Regions from separate parts of the Mus musculus genome. Here region 2 is linked to region 1. A link is a contact called in public promoter capture Hi-C data. All regions are on one chromosome and are shown on one strand. Each heading gives the region's core, a stretch centred on a gene start, on an enhancer-like site or on the middle of the called end of the contact. The rest is flanking DNA. Distances are from core to core; before and after follow the strand shown.

Region 1 (3,717 bases), core at 314-2,813:
CCCAGGCTGGCCTGGAACTCGGTATGTAACAGAGAATGGCCTGGAGCCTCCTGCCTTCGCCTTATAAAGCTGTGGTTACAAATGTGTCCTTGTGTTGGCCTGGAGATAAACGGTGTTTATTTTCTACTCCCCTGGGGTTCTGGTCACCTTGTTATAGTTACTTTTAATTGTCAATTGGACACAACCTAGAGTCAGTCATCTTGGGGAGTCTCAACTTTCTAGATGCCTTGTAATGTTTTTAAATATTTATTTTATGTGTGAGTACTCTATCTGCATGCACCTGTAGAGGGCAACGGACCCCATTACAGATGGTTGTGAGCCACCATGTAGTTGCTGGAATTGAACTCAGGACTTCTGTGAGAGTAGACAGTGCTCTTAACCGCTGACCATCTCTCCAGCCTTCGTTTGTAATTTCTTAATTGGACTGAGGTAGGAAGGCCCACTACAAGTGGCACAATCCCCTAGGGAAGGATTCTGAGTTGTCTTCAGTGTGGAGAAAGCCAGATAAAAACTTGCAAGCATGTGCTTGTTCGTTGCTTCCTCTTGACTGTGGATATACAGTGACCAAGTGCTTCAAATTCCAGCAGCAATGACTTCTGCAGCAAGGAGCGAGCCAAACATGTCCTTTCTCCCTGAAGCTGCTTTTGTCGGGGTATTTTATCACAGCAAGAGGAGAAAGAAAGGAAACCAAAACACACCTCCCCCGTTGTTTTTACATGCTGACGTCTAAACTCTGAGCCTTGTCAATGAGAAAATACGCAACCCGTGAGTGTGTTTTTGGCGTGCGTTATGAGCTATGAACATTTGCAGAGACCAGTAAAGGAGCCAACTCGGCAACCATAGGCAGGATCACGGAGGACTGATGACAGCTAGGAGCGGGACCCTCTCTCCTGCAGGCTCCCGTCCCTCATGTTAGCCCAGAGTTCAGGCTACAATCTCAGCAACTTACACCCTCAGCTCGGACGCACAGTCATCTTTGAGCATCGACTCCGCCAGCTGCTGCAGAAGCGCATCCTCGGTGCTCACCAGCTGCGAAGGGAGAGAACCAGGCAGATGGAGATCCGAGCAGGGCGGCTCCTTTGGAGGGCCCCGCACTCCGAATCCCTCCTGGGGGTACACACTCAGCTAGAGGCGGCTCGGAGGGAGCCATTTCCTCAGAAGAGGAGCCCTAAGGAGCCATCCACGGAGGGGGACCGCCCGGCCTCCTCCTCGAAACGCGGGAAAGCCACGTTCGAACTGGAACGCCCACTCAGCCGGTGGTAAAATCAGCCGCGCGCCTATTGGTGGAGGCGTCCCTCAGCCTCGCGAGCCGCCGCTCCGATTGGTCCAGAGTAACGCGCCCGTCCGCCCGCCCCCCGCTGTCGGAGCGCGCTGAGGCTGAGGAAGGGCACCGGCTTTGGCTGCGGGGAAGCCGGTCCAGGGGCGCTGCCCGCACCTACCAAGACGGTAGCCCTGTTCAGGTCGGGCAGCTTGTCCATCGACCTCAGCACCGACATCTCAGCGGCAGCAGCGCCACTCGGCTCAGCGCATGGCGCTTTCAAACCGTCGCAAGGCCCGCCTCTCTAGTGGGCGGGGCGCGGTACGCATGTCCGGGCGGGGCTTTCTGAGCCGCCACTTTTAAAAGCAACCGCCACTCTTTTTTGTTTGTTTGTTTGTTTGTTTTTCCTTCGAGACATGATTTCTCTGTATAGCTCTGGCTGTCCTGCTGGGATTAAAGGCGTGCGCCACCACGCCTGGCAGGAACCGCCACTCTTAAAAGAGCCTGTTCTGTCTCTGCCCCTACTCCCCACTCCCAAGATTTATTTTTTTAAAGATTTATTTATTACATATAAGTACACTGTAGCTGTCTTCAGACACACCAGAAGTGGGTATCAGATCTCATTACGGATGGTTGTGAGCCACCATGTGGTTGCTGGGATTTGAACTCAGGACCTTCAGAAGAGCAGTCAATGCTCTTAACCTCTGCGCCATCTCGCCAGCCCCCCAAGATTTATTTTTAATTACGTGCAAATGTGTGTGTGTGCGCGCACGCGGACTCATGTGAGTGGAGGCGGCTGTAGAATTCAGAAGAGGGAGTCAGAGTCTCTGGAACTGCATTTAGAGGCAGTTCTGAACCACTTGACATGATGGGTATTTGGTTCCCATTGGAAGCAAATTCAGGTGCCATGTTAATTGCTGAGCCATCTCTCCAGTCAGCCTCTACTATCTTCGTTCTACAAAAAGATTTATTGCATTTAAAAAAAAAGATTTTCAATTTAATTTAAAATTTTTTTCTTTTATGGGTACGGGTGTTCTTGCCTGCATGTGCACCATGTGCACAATGCCCCCCCCCCTCCCCCCAAGAGGTTGTCAGTTAACCTTGAAACAAGTTACAGACTGTTGTGAGCTGCCATGTGGATACTCTGAATCCAACCTGGGTCCAAGAGCAGCCAGTACTCTTAATGGTTGGTTGTTCAGATAAGTACAGCCTGTTTCCCCACATGTCTATTCCCAAGGCTGTGATCTCTTTCTCCCTTGGTCTTGGGACTCCTCCCCTCCCGCAAGTACCAGGATTAGGGGCCTGAAAGGTACAAATGTATGAGTCCGGGATTCACTGAAGAATGGTACCCGGGATTCAATAGTATGTAAACACAGAGTGTTTTATTCTGCAGAAGTCTAGCATGCTGGGGTCTCCCATTACCAGAATAGAGAGACAACCAAGTAAGTTTGAAGGCCTGAGATTTAAAGCACAAGATATAGGTAGGTAACCTATATCTTGGTCCATCTCCACGGTCATTCCATTACCAGGGAATGGGGCTGGAAAGTGAGGTCTAGAAACTGTGGCTGAGGAAGTAGCTGAGGAAATCTGGAAACTGTTGCTGATCCATTGTCCTGGCCTCTGGCCAGGTGGCTAGGCAGCTCCTGATGGCTGGGCAGCTTCTATTTATTTATTTATTTATTTTGTTTTTGTTTTTTGTTTTGTTTTGTTTTTTTGTTTTTTGAGACAGGGTTTCTCTGTATAGCTCTGTTCCAGCCTATAGTTCCAGGCTGTCCTGGAACTCACTCTGTAGACCAGGCTGGCCTCGAACTCAGAAATCCGCCTGCCTCTGCCTGAGTGCTGAGATTAAAGGTGTGCGCCACCATACCCGGTTGGCGGGGGAGCTTCTAACTAGCGGCCTAAAGCCTGTTTTTTATGTTTGTTTGTTTTTTCTATTAACCAGCCTGTCTGGGCTTGCCTGGACTTGCCCAGTTCTTAGGCCTAGTCTCCTAAACTGTCAGTTTGAAGCCTGTCATGGAGTCAGCCTAGTCTTTTCATATCATTTACATTCTTAAACTTTAACTTCTGTCCCTAGTCCATATCTGTCTCAGAAGATTTCTACTCAGCTGACATATTACAAAGGGCAGGGAGCCCTGCACTTACTGAAAGCTAACGTGAACCAGTCCAGCCAATGTGATTGCTCCCTGTCTCCTCAGCTGGGTCAGTGAACCAGCGGCTTCTGATGAGTGCTCCATTGCCTGAACTTCCTCCAAGTCTTTGAGGAGAATTCCAACCTTCCTGGGCCATGACAATGAGGTCCTAATTTCAGCTCAGTGAGAGACTTTCCCTCAAAGGAATAAGGCAGAGGGCAATAAAGGAACAAGATACCCAGTGTCTTCTTGGGTGTCCGAGCACATCAAAATAAGTAAAATTTTCATTTTAATGAAGGAAAAGAGCTGGGAGTGGTGGTGCACGCCTTT
Region 2 (3,707 bases), core at 673-3,172, 880 kb after region 1:
GTGGGGTAGATATCTAGGAGTTCGAAGCCAGCCTTGACTACACAATGACTTCCAGGATAGCCAGGGCTACTACATTAGGAGACCAAGAAATAAAGAAAAAAAGGGGGTGGAGTGGGGCGAATCATCTCAAACTTAGCAAATCATGTCTCCTGTCATTTACATAATATGTAAGTCTGAGATGTAGAGAGCTGGCCTCTTTTGGAAATGCCCTGGGCTCTATCTCCAATACAACAAGTAAATAAACCTTTAAAAAAAATTTTTTTGAGCTTTTTCTGGTTTCTCTGGTTAGCCCTCACTGTCCTGGAACTCGCTCTGTAGACCACCAGGCTGGCCTCAAACTCAGAGATCCAAACTTGCCTCTGCTTCTGAGTGCTGGGATTAAAGCCGTGTGGTGGCACAGGCATGCAATCCCAGAATTCCAGAGGTAAAGGCAGAGGATCATGAGTGCAAGGCCAGCCTCACCTACACAGTGAGTAGGAAGCCAGCTCATGCTGCAAGAGACCCCGTCTGAAACAGAACTACAAATGTCATGCTTTCTGTAAAAAATTAATAAGTATGTCTAGAAAGAACTGCAGTGATTACTGTTAGACTTGTCTTTTAAAAATGAAAAACTAACAGACAAACAAATAAAATAATGGTTGGAAGGATAATTTCCAAACCAGGTGTGACCACTCATAACTGTAATGAGTTGAGACGGGGAGGGTGGGGAAGTACAGCAAGTTCGAGGCCAGCCTGAGCCTCAGGAAGTTCTGAACAGCCCAGGGAGAGGGGGACCCTGCCTAGACGGCGGCAGGGAGAAAAAAAAAAAAACAAAACATATTTTTATTCTGAAACTCCCAGTCTTTCAACATCCTCCACTGAGGGTTTTGTAGGAATTTCCATCTGACCACCAGGATTCTGTAGGGCCCGTGGCAAGCCCCCATTCACAACCCACTGGTCTACCAGACTCTTACCTGTGTGCAGTACGGGGGCACATTAAGGATAAAAAGGGTTCGATCGGGAGGCCATGTGGACTGGGTGCCTTGGCGAACTCGGTGCTGTCTCATGTAGAGGTAATGAGGAGCCTGCTGCTTTGCCGAGAACTTGACTGGAACAGCTAACAGGGGAAACGAGCGCAGGAGAGTTTGGGGTACCCTGAAAGGAGGTCTGTGTCTATGCCACCCAAGTTCCAATTCACTATGTCTCTTTCTAGCTCCATCGGCCCGCCTGTTCATCCACCCATCCACGGGAAGCTGGAGGGAAATGTATTCGGATAATCACCGCAGGAGGCTGAGGGGGCGGGCACAGTGTTGCGTTCTCGGAGCATCCGCTGTCTGACATCATCAGCCCCCCCCCCCCCCCCCCATAGCATGGGCTGCTCTGCTTGGCACACCAACTCTCTTCCCTCCACCCATTCTTCGTTTAGGGCTAACTCCCCCCCCCCCACCCCTCCTGCCGACTTAGCCCCACCTTCCCAGTTAAGTCTACACCAGTGGGATGCGAATCTCGGGGCTGGGAGGGCGACAGCTGCGGAAGCGCTTGTTAAAGAACGAGACACGAGCAGAACAGCGGATAACTAGCTTCTGAGGACGACGAAGCTGCAACGCTGGGCCTAGGACGCCTGGCGCCGCCTGGAGGAACCGCGCCCGAGCCCAAGGCCTTTCGGAGGAACAGCCGCGGAATCAGCACCCAGAGTCGGGGCGGCGGGGTCCTGCACCCCGATACCTGACGAGTTGCCAGGGCCTCTGCCACCTGCAAGCCACCTTCCCGCAAAATGGTGGGTCCCTGGCCCTCAGCTGCTCACCTGAATACCCCGGTGGGCTCGGTATGCTCTCCTCGTGGCCGCCAGCCTTCCGTTTCTTCCTGCGAGACACCATCTTGGCCAACTGGGAGCGCAGAGACGGCTGGGAGTTCCGTGTTCCGGCGCCGCTGCGTTTCCACGACGACGGCGTCACGCGGGGCCCCGCCCTCTCAGCCCTAGGCCCGCCTCCCGGGATCTTGCCCGGCCCTAAGATTTAGCCTTCCCTGTCCTATTGGGAAGTAGAGGGAGGCTGGAGCAATAAATGGAAAGAGCACTGGCTGCTCTTCCAGAGGATAGGGGTTCGTTTCCGATCACTCAAAAATTATCTGGAACCCAGTTCCAGGACACGTGGTGCACAGGCACACTCAACACATAATTTTTGTTTGTTTTTCGAGACAGGGTTTCTCTGTGTAGTTCTGACTGTCCTCACTCTAGACCAGGCTGGCCTCGAACTCAGAAATCCGCCTGCCTCTACCTCCCAAGTGCTGGGATTAAAGGCGTGTGCCACCACTGCCCGACTATAATTTTTTTTTTTCTTTGAGACAGGGTTTCTTTGTATAGCCATGGCTGTCCTGGAACTTTCTCTGTAGACCAGGCTGGCCTCGAACTCAGAAATCTGCCTGCCTCTGCCTCCCGAGTGCTGGGATTAAAGGCGTGTGCCACCACTGCCTGGCTTATTTGAGATTTTTTTTTTAAAGATTTATTTATTATTTTACATAAGTACACTGTAGCTGTCTTCAGACATACCAGAAGAGGGTGACAGATCTCATTACGGATGGTTGTGAGCCACCATGTGGTTGCTGGGATTTGAACTCAGGACCTCTGGAAGAGCAGTCAGTGCTCTTACCCGCTGAGCCATCTCACCAGCCCCCGACTATAAATTTTTAAAAAATAAATAGCATTCCGTATAAATCGTGGTGCAACTGGGATTTTGTGCAGTGAGATGCCATGAACAGTCAGTCTCTTTAGTTGAGAGAGCAAGGGGCTGAGAGGCCTGGGGTTGAAACTGTAAACAAAGAGTACTTGCTGGCAAGCCTGACATCTTGAATTACATCCATGGAAGATGAGAATTGTTTTCAGCAAGTTATCCTTTGACCTCCACACCCACTCCATGGCTTATGCCTCATGGCATGAGCTCTCTCCCTCAAGAAAATACTGTGTGTGTGCTGAGACAGGATTTCACCATGTAGCCTGGGCTGACCTGAGGCTAGCTATGTAGACTAGGCTGGGTTCAGTTTCACATGAGATCTGTCTGCCTCTGTCTCCTCCAGTGCTGGGATTAAAGGTGGACACTGCCACACATCACCCATGCTTGGCAGATTTTTTAAATTTTTACAAACTGAAGTGAGCCCAAATAAACTTTATCCATCTGGGCATGGCTTTAATCCTGGCTGAAGCAGGAGGATACTTGTGTGTTCATTAGGGTTACCGTTGCTGTGATGACACACGACTAAGAAGTAATGTGGGGAGGAAGGCTTTATTTCCAGTTTCATGAAACAGTTCATTAGAAGCAGCGAGAGCAGTAACTCCAGCAGGTCAGGAACCCTGAGGCAGGGGCTGATGAAACGTACTGACTTGCTTCTCGTAGTTTGCTCCATTGGATTTCTTAGAGACCCCAGGACCACCAGCCCAGGGAGGGCCCCACCCACAATGAGCAGGGCCTTCCCCCAACTAATCACTTATTAAGAAGATGCTGGCTCCCTACAGCTGGAACTCAGAGACATTTTTTCAGTTGCGGTTCCCTCCTTTCAGGTGACTTGCTAGTGTCAAGTTGACATATAAGTAGGTGTGAGGCCTGGTTTGCAGGAACAAGGGAGCTGTTGTCTCACTCTGGAGAACTTAAACTCCCAGGAATACTTTACAGTGTACAGGTGATCTGTGGCATCAGGAAAGTAGCTACTTGCTGACAGGGATAGAATAGTACTTG

What was found. Promoter capture Hi-C pulls out the DNA fragments that hold promoters and counts their contacts.
Region 2: a promoter capture Hi-C map of embryonic stem cells shows a contact between it and region 1, with 3 times the contacts expected there. The contact joins the promoter of Rrp7a here to the promoter of Cenpm in region 1. A contact is called at or near these places in 13 of 39 promoter capture datasets (the 3T3-L1 cell line, the C10 cell line, the HPC-7 cell line and 7 more), 10 of 115 datasets of contacts at active chromatin or transcription factors (VIP interneurons, acute myeloid leukemia, embryonic forebrain and 4 more) and 1 of 9 other capture datasets (embryonic stem cells).

The regions. Positions count from the first base shown.
Region 1 is chr15:82,243,184-82,246,900 of GRCm38.p6, forward strand. It overlaps Cenpm (centromere protein M), which reads right to left and starts at 1,564. Exons shown (of 6, transcript NM_025639.4): 1 at 1,440-1,564; 2 at 950-1,029. The coding sequence starts at 1,496.
Region 2 is chr15:83,120,879-83,124,585 of GRCm38.p6, forward strand. It overlaps Rrp7a (ribosomal RNA processing 7 homolog A (S. cerevisiae)), which reads right to left and starts at 1,923. Exons shown (of 7, transcript NM_029101.4): 1 at 1,784-1,923; 2 at 954-1,096. The coding sequence starts at 1,856.